Regions from separate parts of the Ovis aries genome. Here region 1 is linked to region 2. A link is a contact called in public Hi-C data. All regions are on one chromosome and are shown on one strand. Each heading gives the region's core, a stretch centred on a gene start, on an enhancer-like site or on the middle of the called end of the contact. The rest is flanking DNA. Distances are from core to core; before and after follow the strand shown.

The links. Hi-C and Micro-C count contacts between places; a contact is called where the count stands out from the background.
Region 1: a contact with region 2 is called in a Hi-C map of muscle, with 10 times the contacts expected there. The contact joins the promoter of FAAP20 here to the promoter of RER1 in region 2. A contact is called at or near these places in 11 of 16 Hi-C or Micro-C datasets (blood, hypothalamus, liver and 5 more).

Annotation. Positions count from the first base shown.
Region 1 is chr12:49,900,699-49,906,042 of ARS-UI_Ramb_v3.0, reverse strand. It overlaps FAAP20 (FA core complex associated protein 20), which reads right to left and starts at 1,945. Exons shown (of 6, transcript XM_027975751.2): 1 at 1,874-1,945; 2 at 1,475-1,610; 3 at 1,088-1,395. The coding sequence starts at 1,926. LOC121820795 (a long non-coding RNA gene) reads left to right here and starts at 2,475. Exons shown (of 3, transcript XR_006061495.2): 1 at 2,475-5,344.
Region 2 is chr12:49,760,355-49,765,751 of ARS-UI_Ramb_v3.0, reverse strand. RER1 (retention in endoplasmic reticulum sorting receptor 1) reads left to right here and starts at 2,477. Exons shown (of 7, transcript XM_042257384.1): 1 at 2,477-2,616. It overlaps MORN1 (MORN repeat containing 1), which reads right to left and starts at 2,219. Exons shown (of 14, transcript XM_042257381.2): 1 at 2,059-2,219; 2 at 1,559-1,630; 3 at 635-733; 4 at 16-126. The coding sequence starts at 2,188.

The sequences.
Region 1 (5,344 bases), core at 696-3,195, 140 kb before region 2:
CCTGAGGACAGCCACCCCCTCGCTCCCTGCACACTGAACTGTCCAAGCTCTCAAAGGCTTGGTTCCTGTGAAACATCACCATTGGAGGAGCCTGGATATCTGAATGCAGACCGTGTTTTTTCTCCCCTCTGCAGTCTGTGCTGCACATTTTGATAACTGTTGTGATAACTTTTTGTCATCAGCTGCCATTCCCTTCACCCCTAGGACTGGTTTTGTTTCCAAAAAACCAGGGCCAAGGCATGTAATTCAACACAGGCTCCAGGCCACAGGACACACAGTAAGACCAGCTACCAAAACCTGCCGTCTATCCCCTACATCCGACCAAGCTCCTTCCTGCTGTCCTGACCCCCATGACCCCCATGCCTGTGTCCTTAGCTATGTGACACGTGGCTCAAAAGCTGGACAGGTGGAACTTAGCAAAGTCAAACTCCATCACCTTACTTTAAAAAATGCATATATATCAGATTTCTAAAACAAAGGCATCTCTAGACACTGAAACAGAGTCTTCATTTTTTAAACCCACAGTCCACCCACGGGGAAGGTGGTTGGAGGGACCATAACAAAAAACTGCTCTATGACCCACAGCCCAGACTCACCCTGGAGGCAGTCTCACCAGCGGGTGTCAGTGTGGACCCCAACAGAGCCAGAGCCTCCCTGCCCTCCCACCGTAGTGGGTATGTCTGGGAGGCTGCAGCCTGTCATCAGGGTCTCAGGCCAGTGCACCTGCAGCGGGACCTTCAGACCCCCAGCCCTGTGCCCTCCAGCTGATCAGCACCACTTCTGCACTTTGCCAACTTTCTATGCATGAAATTTCACTTTAAAAAGCCAAAGTTGAGCTAAGGCACCCTAGCCCTGGGTTGGGAAGATCGCCTGGAGAAGGAAATGGCACCCCACTCCAGTATTCTTGCCTGGAAAAATCCCATGGACGGAGGAGCCTGGTAGGCTACAGTCCATGGGGTCGCGAAGAGTTGGACAGGACTGAGCGACTTAACACACCCTAGGCTTCAGAAATTGCCTGTGGTTTCCAAACAGGGCAGGGGCCACGGGGGTGGCAGTGGAGGAGAGGGAGGCCCAGGGGGCCACTCACCCCGGGACGAAGTCGACTTGGCACATGGGACAGCTCTGCAGGGTCGTCGCACCGTCCACTGACGGCTGTCGCTGGGAGGGCTGCTCCTCTGACAGCTGCTCCTCGGCGCTGGGGGTTCCGCGGAGCTCGGGCGCTGCATATTGTTGGGGGGACCCCGTGTGCCCCCGGACCGCTCTGAGCACAAGGTCGGAGCCGCCCGAGTCCCCGCCTCGCCCCGGCGGGGGCGGCGGGAAGGGCGTCCAGAAAAAGGTCTCGGTTCCCACGGTGAATCTTTCCAGGGGCGGGCGCTCAGGACTGCGCTTGGGCTCCTGCAAAAAGGAGTCGTCGGACCGCGCCCGCCTGCCCGCCCCAGCCCAGCTGGAGACGCGGGGATCGCTTCACACGCACCTGGCCGGGGAACGCGGGCAGCGGCGGCAGCTCGCCGTCCTCGTTCAGGTCTGCGCTCGCGGTGCGCAGCAACTCAGTCCACAGCTTCGCGCACTCGCCGCCATCCGGGAGGGACCCGGAGGTATTGCTCGGAGGCCTGGGGCGGCGAGGGTGGGCATAATCACAGCACAGGGGAAGCGGGGAGCGGGGCCCTCGGGGAACAGGAAGGACTCAGCGGGGAGAGACGGTGGGTGCAGCTCGGCAGTGGGGCGGGAGGAGGGCTGGCGGGGCGGGATCGAGGCGAGTTCCAGGGAGCACGTGGGGGCGTGACACCCGGCTACCGCTGGGCCGGGGACACTAGGCCCCATCCGGGACCCTTCCCGCCCCCCGCCCCCCGCTGCCCCCAGCCTCCAACCTCACCCGGCCCCAGAGGGCGGCCTCCGGCGGCTCAGACTTAGCCGCGACCTCCGCATAGCCTCTATCCGCCCAGACGCCCCGCGTCCGGCGGAAATGAGCTGCTGGAGCGCCAGGCGCCGCCCCCGGCAAGACCCCGCCCACAACAAGACACACACCCCAGTCGCCCGCCCTGGGCAGCCCCGCCCAGACAAGAGCGGGTCTAGGGCCCCCTCCTCAATGCCCCAGCACCCCCCGGAGAGCTGTGTGGACCCGAAATCACTCCCATCTGGGCGCTGGACTCGACCCCCAGACCATGGGGTGACCTCCCTCTTGTGGCAGTATCGGAGGGAGGGAGACGGAGGTCAGGGTTGCTCCCTGGAGGCAGGACTGAGGTCGCGAGGCTGCCTTGCCCTGAGGGAGCCATTTTCCAGCTGAGCCGGGAGGTGCCGCCCCACCCCTCAGGCCTGGGGTCTGCTCTGCAGAGACCTCCGAGGAGGAGGAACTGGGTGGGAAGGCGGCCGGGGGCCCTGGCGTCCCCACTCGCCGCTGGTCCTGGCTCTGCCTCCTTCCTCTGGACAATCCTGAGCCTGGGAGAACCTTCTCAGGACGTCCGCGTTTCCTTACAGGAGGGAGGAGCCTAGTTTCCTTAATTAAGAGACGAAGTGAGAAGACCAGGGTCCGGGTGCTCGGAGGGCCTGCGAGGAGCTTCCTGGACACCCTGGGCCCCAGGCGCTCTCGCTGAGCCAGCGACCTTGCAATCCGCCACTTGGTGGCAGCAGATGCCCAGCCACCCTTGTCTGTTCTGCTGGTGCAGTCGGTGCCTTGGGGTCCCACCAGGGCTGAGGGGTGCAGGGGATACTGGGTGGCAGCCTTCTCCTCTCCAGGCCACAGGCAGATGCCACTGGGGTCATGGGCTCTCCCTGGCTCCTCCCCAGCCCCACAGCTTCGGCAACTCTGTTCTGCACACCCTTCTGCAGGAGCTCCCATAGTCTCCTCACCTCCGCCCCTCGTCACATCACAGATTGCCTCTTCCAACTTGGATCTGTGGCACCCCCCCATGTGACACACTCCAGCCCCCAGGCGCCCCTGTCCCCAAGTTGAGGCCACTCAAGTGACCTCCATCCAGCTGCCATGCAGACCTCCAGAGCAGAGTGGACTCTTCTGGGCCAGGGACTGGTCTAGAGGCTGAAGATGCCTGGGGGAGCAAATGAGACAGAGCTCTCACCTGGAGCCTGCCAGTTCCTGGGAGACAGCCTGTGCGTGTCTAAACAAGGGAGCTGCTACAGTGGGTGGTCTTGGGGCCCCAGAGGAGGTGACCCGCCACTTTCCCAGGTGAGAGAAGCCCGGGTGAGGGGACTCACAGGCGGGCCGGGAATGTCACAGGGGCTGGTTGACTGAGGACCCCCGAATGGCTCGTGTCTGTCGTCCCCAGCCACAGCCCCCCTACCCTCACCCTGGCTTCAGTCTCCACTGCTTCAAAGCTGTTCCTGGAAGCATCACTGCATATCTGCATGCCCGCCTGGAGACTCTCAGGAGGAACACCAGTCCTCCCCAAGGCAAGCAGGACCTACCAGGCCTCAGATAGCCAGCCTGTGCCCAGCTCTCAGGACATGCTGGGAAGCTGTGTGGGGACATCTATGTGAGCGGCTGATCCCCACAACAGGAGCCCTGGGGTCCTCAGCATCCCAGCCATTTCCTCTAAGGACCTCACACTGCCAGCTCCCAGACCCAGGAAGGGTAGCTTGAGGCAGGAACCAGGAGGGTCTCAGGTGGACCCAGGACAATGGGGAGGCCTGAGGGCAGGTCCCGGGGGCTGCCAGGGGCTGGCTGAGCCTGGCTCCAGCCTTCAGCATGAGGTGAGCGGGCACCCACTCTCCTTTGGCCTTAATCACCCTAGGGGTCTCCTTTACCCTGGGCTGCTGGTGGGGGCAGAATGGAGGCCCTCGGGGCCTGCATGTGGGGATGGCAGAGCCAGAGCGACATGTCAAGGCTGTCTCCGGGGGCTTCTCCTCTCTGGTTTCATCCGGCTGCTGGGGATTAGCTCCCCCATCATCACCAGGACCTCCAGCCTGGGACACTTCCACCAAGAACAGAGCTGGGGTGACCCCTGTGCCAAGCACATGGCAGGTGCTGGCCCCAGCAGGAGTTCTAGCCCCTCGGCTGGCGCTCTCCCGACAGCTGCCCGCCGCCTGCCCAGCCTGCACGGGGACCTTCTGGAGGTGGAAGGAGACTACCTTGTCCCAGCTGTCCCGGCGCTATGAGCAAGATGCAGTGCCAGGAGGGGGGCTGGAGGAAGTTTAAAAGTTGAACTTGATTAAAAGTCTCCTATTTTCTGAGCCATCTGCTGCAGTGAGGGGCCATGGGCTTTACTGGGAAATAATTTCTGATTGGGACTGACGCTGCACTATGGAAATGAGATTTTTACAAGCCAAATTCATGTTTACGGAGAATGTTTCAGCGTTCTGAAGGAGGTACCCCTCCAATGAAGCAGAAGAGGCTCCAGTGGGTGGGGGTGAGGGGGTGACAACCCCACCCTGCAGCCACAGGCAAGGCCCAGCTGAGAGACTGCTACCCCCGGGTGCTCTGGCTTCATCTATTATGGCAAACGAAGTCCCCTTTCCCCTTTCCTCCCCTCCCAGAATCAGGGTGCCATTTGCTGCCAGCTGGTCAGGGCCCAGACCTTTCCAGCACCTTCTGACTACCAGGAGCCACAGGTATCTGGGCTCCTGGTATCCTCGGAGCCTGGTGACTGTGCTCTGCCCTCCTCTCCATGGAGTGGGTCTTGCCGCTGACTGACCCACGCCGAGGCCTCCAACTCTGAGGCAAGCCGGCAGGGTAAGATCTGTTGGCTGGACCCCAGCTGGCTGGTGAGGTCCGAGCCCCACTTGGCTTCCCCACACCCTCCTTTGATTGCTTGAGGGTCAGTTCTGCCATCAGGGCTCCCGGCAAATGGGGTCAAGACAGCGCAGGCAGGCAGAGTAGGGCCTGAGCCTGGCGGGTACAACCAGCCCCGTGGAGCAGCGCAGCCTCTGATTGCCAAGTGAAACTGGGGACTGGGCTCCTGTCCTCCATGTGGGTGCCCTGTTGGTGCCTGCGCCGCCCAGCCTGGTCTTGAGAGCTGGAGCCCAGCTTTCCCAGGTGGCCACACCTGCTGGCCTGTGGGTGCCAAGCGGGCAAGCAGGCCTGGAGCCAGGTGGTGGCGTTCGCGGGCATGCGGAGCTCCAGGCAAACAGGCTGGGTTGAAACAGTTGTCTGGGAAACACTGCAGGATCCACTGGGCAACAGAGCGGGCGCTCGGGGCCCACTCACCCTTGTGGAAGCGAGGGCACCACAGCTTCCTCGGGACCCCTCGTCACGGCTGCAGAGGAGTGGGTGTCCGTAGCCAGGAGCCGGCACTGACAGCAGGCTAAAGCCAAGGACAAGCTGGGCCTCCAGCCCCCACTTCAAGAGCCTGAAAGTAGTGGGGCAGCCAGGCGGCGGGGGAGAGATGGTGGC
Region 2 (5,397 bases), core at 1,228-3,727:
CTGCGGACACCCGACCTTCTCTCAGGCCGCGGAAGAGCTCCCCTTCGTAATGTCCGCCGGCTTGGTACTTCATGATGCCGTGTCCCTGGGGCTCTCCGAGAACAAACTGTCCAGTGTAGGTGTTCCCTGGATGGGAGGCAGAAAGCCGTGACTAGGGTTAGAGCCACTTCCTGAGTGCCTCAGGGTAATGATTACCCAGTTCTCACCTGACTCCTGGGCAGCTGTGGTCACAGAGCAGGGTATATGTTTATCTCACAGCTCACGCTGGTGGATGAGGGAGATGGGACAGAGTGGGTATGGTCCCATCACCTACAATCCTCTCCCGCTCTCTTAGGGACCTTCTTGGGGAGTGGGGGTGGGGGGTGCTCTGTATGCCTGGAGCAGAGGCCCCTCCAGGCCAGAGTCTGTGGAGTGAGACTCCTTTCCACCAAAAATCCACTTAACGCTTGCCTGTGAGGGTCTGAGGTCCTGCAGGCAGCACTGGGGCCATCCCACCCCAAGCTGGCACGAGGCCACTACGAGACACCTTTGGGGAGCCAGGGGTCCTCAGGTTTAGACATAGTGTCTTCTGCATCCAGAAAGGAGGGGCAGCTCACAGCAGGGTGGGTTCAGGAAGAAGGGCTGGCAAGCTGACCTGTCAGTGTCCAGTGCCGACAGCCCTCTCCTGTGATCTCTCCATCCACAAAGTCACCTTCGTAGTAACTCCCATCTTTAAACAGCAGCTTCCCCCGACCTGGTGAAAGACATCGTGATGTTAGGCTGTGGCTGGGAGTGACTGCTGGGGCCATGCGTGGCTGGGCTTGTTTCTCAGGGAGAAGAGCAGGTCACAAGGTCTTTGTATTTGGTTCTGTCCGGGCCATCAAAAGCTCAGGGACCCTGCCCCTAGATCTCCTCAGAGAGCACGTGATGGCCATCTTGCCTCTGTCAGTGCAGGTGCAGAGGGAAGGTGGGGGTGGGGGAAGAGAGAAAGGGTGAGAAAGAGAAAAGCACGAGGTGACACTGAAAAATACATTTTGAAAAGAAGGAACCACTTTGTCCAGGTCAGGAAGAGACTCACAGATTTCAGCACAAAAGGGAGAAACACCCATGTGGCAAAAACACTCCCATAAAAGTCAAAAGGTTCCAAATACACTGGCAGCCGACTGATACACAAATAGTTCATGAGAAAATACTGAAAGATCAATCCTCTGGCAGAAAAATCTGCAGAGGCTTTGAGCAGACAGAACCCCAAACAGGCATCCAACTGTGACAGTAAGCTTTGGAAAGTCCAGGTCTGCCTCTAGGGTGGACGCCAGGGGACTCTCGCTTTCTACTTGCTCTCCTTGCTATTTAGACTCTTGTTTTTTTTTTCAAATGGTCAGCCTCTTCATCTTCAAGGAAAAAATAAAGACAGTTTTCATCAGCACCAAGGTGGCTATCTGGGTCCCCCATTCTGCAGATGGCCCCTCATGCGCACGAGTGAGGGCCCGATGTGGCAGGCACTCACGTGGCCCCAGCTCCTCTGGGACATGTGCTGTCAGTGGAATGGCTACAGCAAGAGGCCATAGCCTGTCCTTACCGTGTTTCTTGCCTCCTCTCCATTCTCCTTCATATCGAAAGAAAGAATTCGGATAAACGTAGATCCCATAACCTGAAGGTTGAAAGGACACCCAGGTGAGCACCAGGTACAGATGACGTGGCTGACGACCAGCATGCACAAGGTGGGGGCCATCCCGGGGCTTCTCTAGGTGTCTGTCGTTTCACCTCTTAGTGAGCCTCACCCCCACTGCTCCCCAAAGGCTGTTTGGGTCACAACTCTCCCTGTTAATCCGTTTATACAGCAGACAAGCTGAGCGCCCAACCCATGCAGAGACGCCCGCCCCGCCACCCTGGGTCACCAAGGGTCGACTCAGTTCCTCCCGACTGGGTCTCCAGGCCCCAGCCGGTTTTGCTACTCGGGGCCCGGGACCCCGCCCATACCGTGGGCACCCAGACACCTGAGTTGGGGACGACCAAGCTCCCAGGGGTGCGAGCTAGGTTCGCAGTGAAGGTGCGGGGATGCTCAGCGAGTGCCCGGACCTGTCCGTCTCCCTCCCTTCCCAACGGAGGCCCGGTAGGGTAGTCGGCTGTTACCGTCCCGCGGTGGCCTCCCTGAAGGCTCCCGGCGCGGCAAGCAGGAGGTCGCGCGTCCCTCACTGGCGAACGCCATCTTGCCGCTAGAGGTTTCCCTTAGCAACTGCATAGTTCTTCTCTACTGGCTCGTTGGTTGTGAGCGGGCGTGGCCTCTAGTCAGTCCCTGGGCGTTACCAAGTTCTGGAGCTGAACTGTCTGGGCCCGGAGCCAGAGGACGCGAATGCGCTTGCGCAGCATGGCGAATTTCCGCCGCTTACGTCTCTTCCGCCGACGTGACAACCCAGCCAACGGGTTGGGAGCTCGCACCGGAAGCGGAAATGGTTGGAGGCTCTCGGCCCCGCCCCGGCGGCCATCTTGGAAGCCCGGGAGGCGGTGCCGCGCAGGACTGAGCGGAAGTGCTCGGTTACCCCTTCCCGGACCGAGCGAAACGCCGGCGCGGCAGCCACCCGCGTCCTTCTTCCCGCGGCCCTCGGGAGACCGCGCTCGGCCGCAGTGGACCGCGAGGTGCTGGCGGGCGGGGCGGGGCTGGGGTCGGGCGGGTGCCGTGGTCCTGAGGGGCGCGCGTGAGACTGGGGCAGGGCCGGACCCCCGGGGTCGCCGCGGTGACCGGCCCCAGTTCCCTGGTAGCGCGTCCTGGGAGGGGTCGGCTGCTTGCCCGGGGCCGTGGGACCTCGGTGTCCTCGCCGATCCAGGGCAGCCTGCGGGACTTGGGTAGGAAGCGCCGCGGTGGACTTGGATCGCTCGGGGTCGAGACCTGGCCCTTCTGCACACCGAAGATCCCGAGCGTTCGGGCTGACCGGCTCGACGGCGCCCCGCGTGCTGTCCTACAGCTGCCTCCGGAAACCTGCCCCAGGCACATGGGCCTGGGAGCGTCCCGGGGCGCCTGCTACTCGGTCGGGTTGGTCTCATTCCCGGAGATGTGTAAGGTGGAGCTCTCCTCGTAGGTGAATATAGGGCCCCCAGGTCTTGGTGGTGCAGGTGTGGTCGAGACGGGAAGGTGGTCATGCCCAGGAAAAGGAGCCGGCCGTGAGCCCTGGCCGAGCACTCGGGTGGGTGAGGTCTGGAAGGGCTTTTCAGAGAAGAGAACATCATCGCAGGATGAAAGTGTGGGAAATTACCAGGCTCGGGACTCAGGAGAAAGGGGGCAGGAGATGAGGGGAGACAGAGGGAACCAAACGGTGCCAGGCAGGACTGTCCTCTGTGTGGGATGCGTCTGTGTGGGGACAGCTCCACAGACAGGTGCAGTGATGACTCTGGTACTCTGCACACAAACCCCCATAAGTGATACTCCTGGTCTCTGTTTCGAACTGTCTGATCTTGTTTTTTTTCTTTGTTTCCTTTGTGGCTGAGCCTGAGGCAGTGACATCCGACAGAGAACTTAACCCACTGCTAGCTCTGTGCCTGGCCTCCTGGATAACGGGGCCGGCAGTGGAGGGACAAGGCTCCTCTTCCGGGAGCTTGCATTCTAGTAGGAGGAAGGAGAAATGAGGCAAAAAGCAGTCTTGAAGTTATTGTCCCACAAAATAGAACAGGGTGATGTGATCTGAGGGACAGGTGCCAGTTGGACAGTCATGGAGGGCCTCTTTGAGGAGGTGGTCTTGGAACTGCAGGGGACTGCAGACAGCGCAGCTGTGTGAGGGCCACCCTGATTGGAAACAAGTCCGAACAAGGCCATCTTGCTGCCTTCCTCCCCGGGGCTGCTCCTGGTTAGAACCAGGCCCCGCTCTGGTTCTAACAAGGCTGGCTGCTGACTCCACACCAAAGGCCTGGGGAGCGGGGTGCTGAGATGCTGTGGCCCTGTTTCACAGAGTGGGGAGGGCCACAGTGGCCTGTGAGTCACGCCATAGACAGGCCATTTGATCCAAAGTTCACCTTCTAAATGTTGATAGGAGTTCAGCCAAGGTGTGGAGTTATGTTAATGTATATGTGTCATGTCAGGTGATGGGAAGTTGGTCAGCATGTCGTGGGAAGATCTTTCACACGTTCAGTTAAGAGAACAAAACAGAAGCGGTTGTCTCTGTGTAGGGCATACTTTAGAGGAACAGCAGGTGTTTCTCTAACGTTAATACCTCAATTCAAGTAAAAGCATTTAAATGGTAGACACTTTGGTCATAAAAAAGTAAAATAGGGAAACATTTGTATGGAATTGTAGGATAAATGATGTTACTGATATAGCTTTCTTTTGGCCTGACTTTGGTCTAAATAGGGTGGCTGGCCTTCTCTAATTTAGCCCTTTTGAAAATAGGAAATTTTCCCCAGTTGAACGTAGAGGCAAACTTCCCCAAAAGACAGGGCTAGGAGCTACAGTTCACCTGTTCAGTTCACCGTGGCTCCCAGGAAAGCAAAGGGCATTTCTGAGTCTCCTTGGCACTCTGCCCCTCCACTCCGGGGCCCCAGGAAATGGTGTTACAGAATCAGCAGACGTTCTAGCACAGATGTGCTGGTGCTTGTGGGACTGCTCAGATTATCTTCATATCAAAGTTGTACTGTTGACCCTTGAACAACATGGGTTTGGACTACATGGGTTCACTCTCATGTGGATTTTTTTCATGAGAACAGTACCGCAGTACTGCGCGATCTGCAATTGGTTGAACTGCGGGTCCAGAGACTGACTCTAAAGTTATACTTGGATCGTTGACTGCTGGGGTTGACGCCCCTGCGTTTGTTCAAGGAGCCACTGCAATTGGTACTGTGTTCCATCTGGGATCTCGGATCACGTTGTGAGCTTGCTAACTAGCGGCTGCATGCAAGGAGGATGTGCAGATCCAGGCTCCAGCCTGGCCGTGAAGAGGCTGAGCGAGGGGGTGACTCAGACCGTTGGAAGCCTCAGGTGTCTGCCCAAATGGGAAGGGCTGTGCCACCTTCCAGATGAGGACCATACCGCTCAGGGGTGGTGGACTCCATGTTGGAGTCCACTTCTGGTCCCCAGCCCTGCCATGGTGTCACATGGGGGGAGGAAGCCGGTGGTAGGGAGGCAGTGAGAGCTTGTCCCCAGCATCGTCACCAGCTTTGGACTGGCACGGCCTTCCGCCCTCTGCGTCCTTTTTGTTCTGTGGTTTAGGCGGGGGCCATGCTGGGCTGCAGGAGCCAAGGCCAGAGCTGCTCTTGACTTTGAGCAAGTGGCCTGACTGTCTGAGGCTGACGCGCTGCTGTGGCATACGGGTGACGGTGCCCACCCTTCTCTTGGCAATTTGGGCTCTCATGTGCTGAGTCCTCACGGAGTCGCGCGGCCAGATGAAGCAGTCAGGAGCAGATAGGGTTACCTCCACGCACAGATAAGGAACT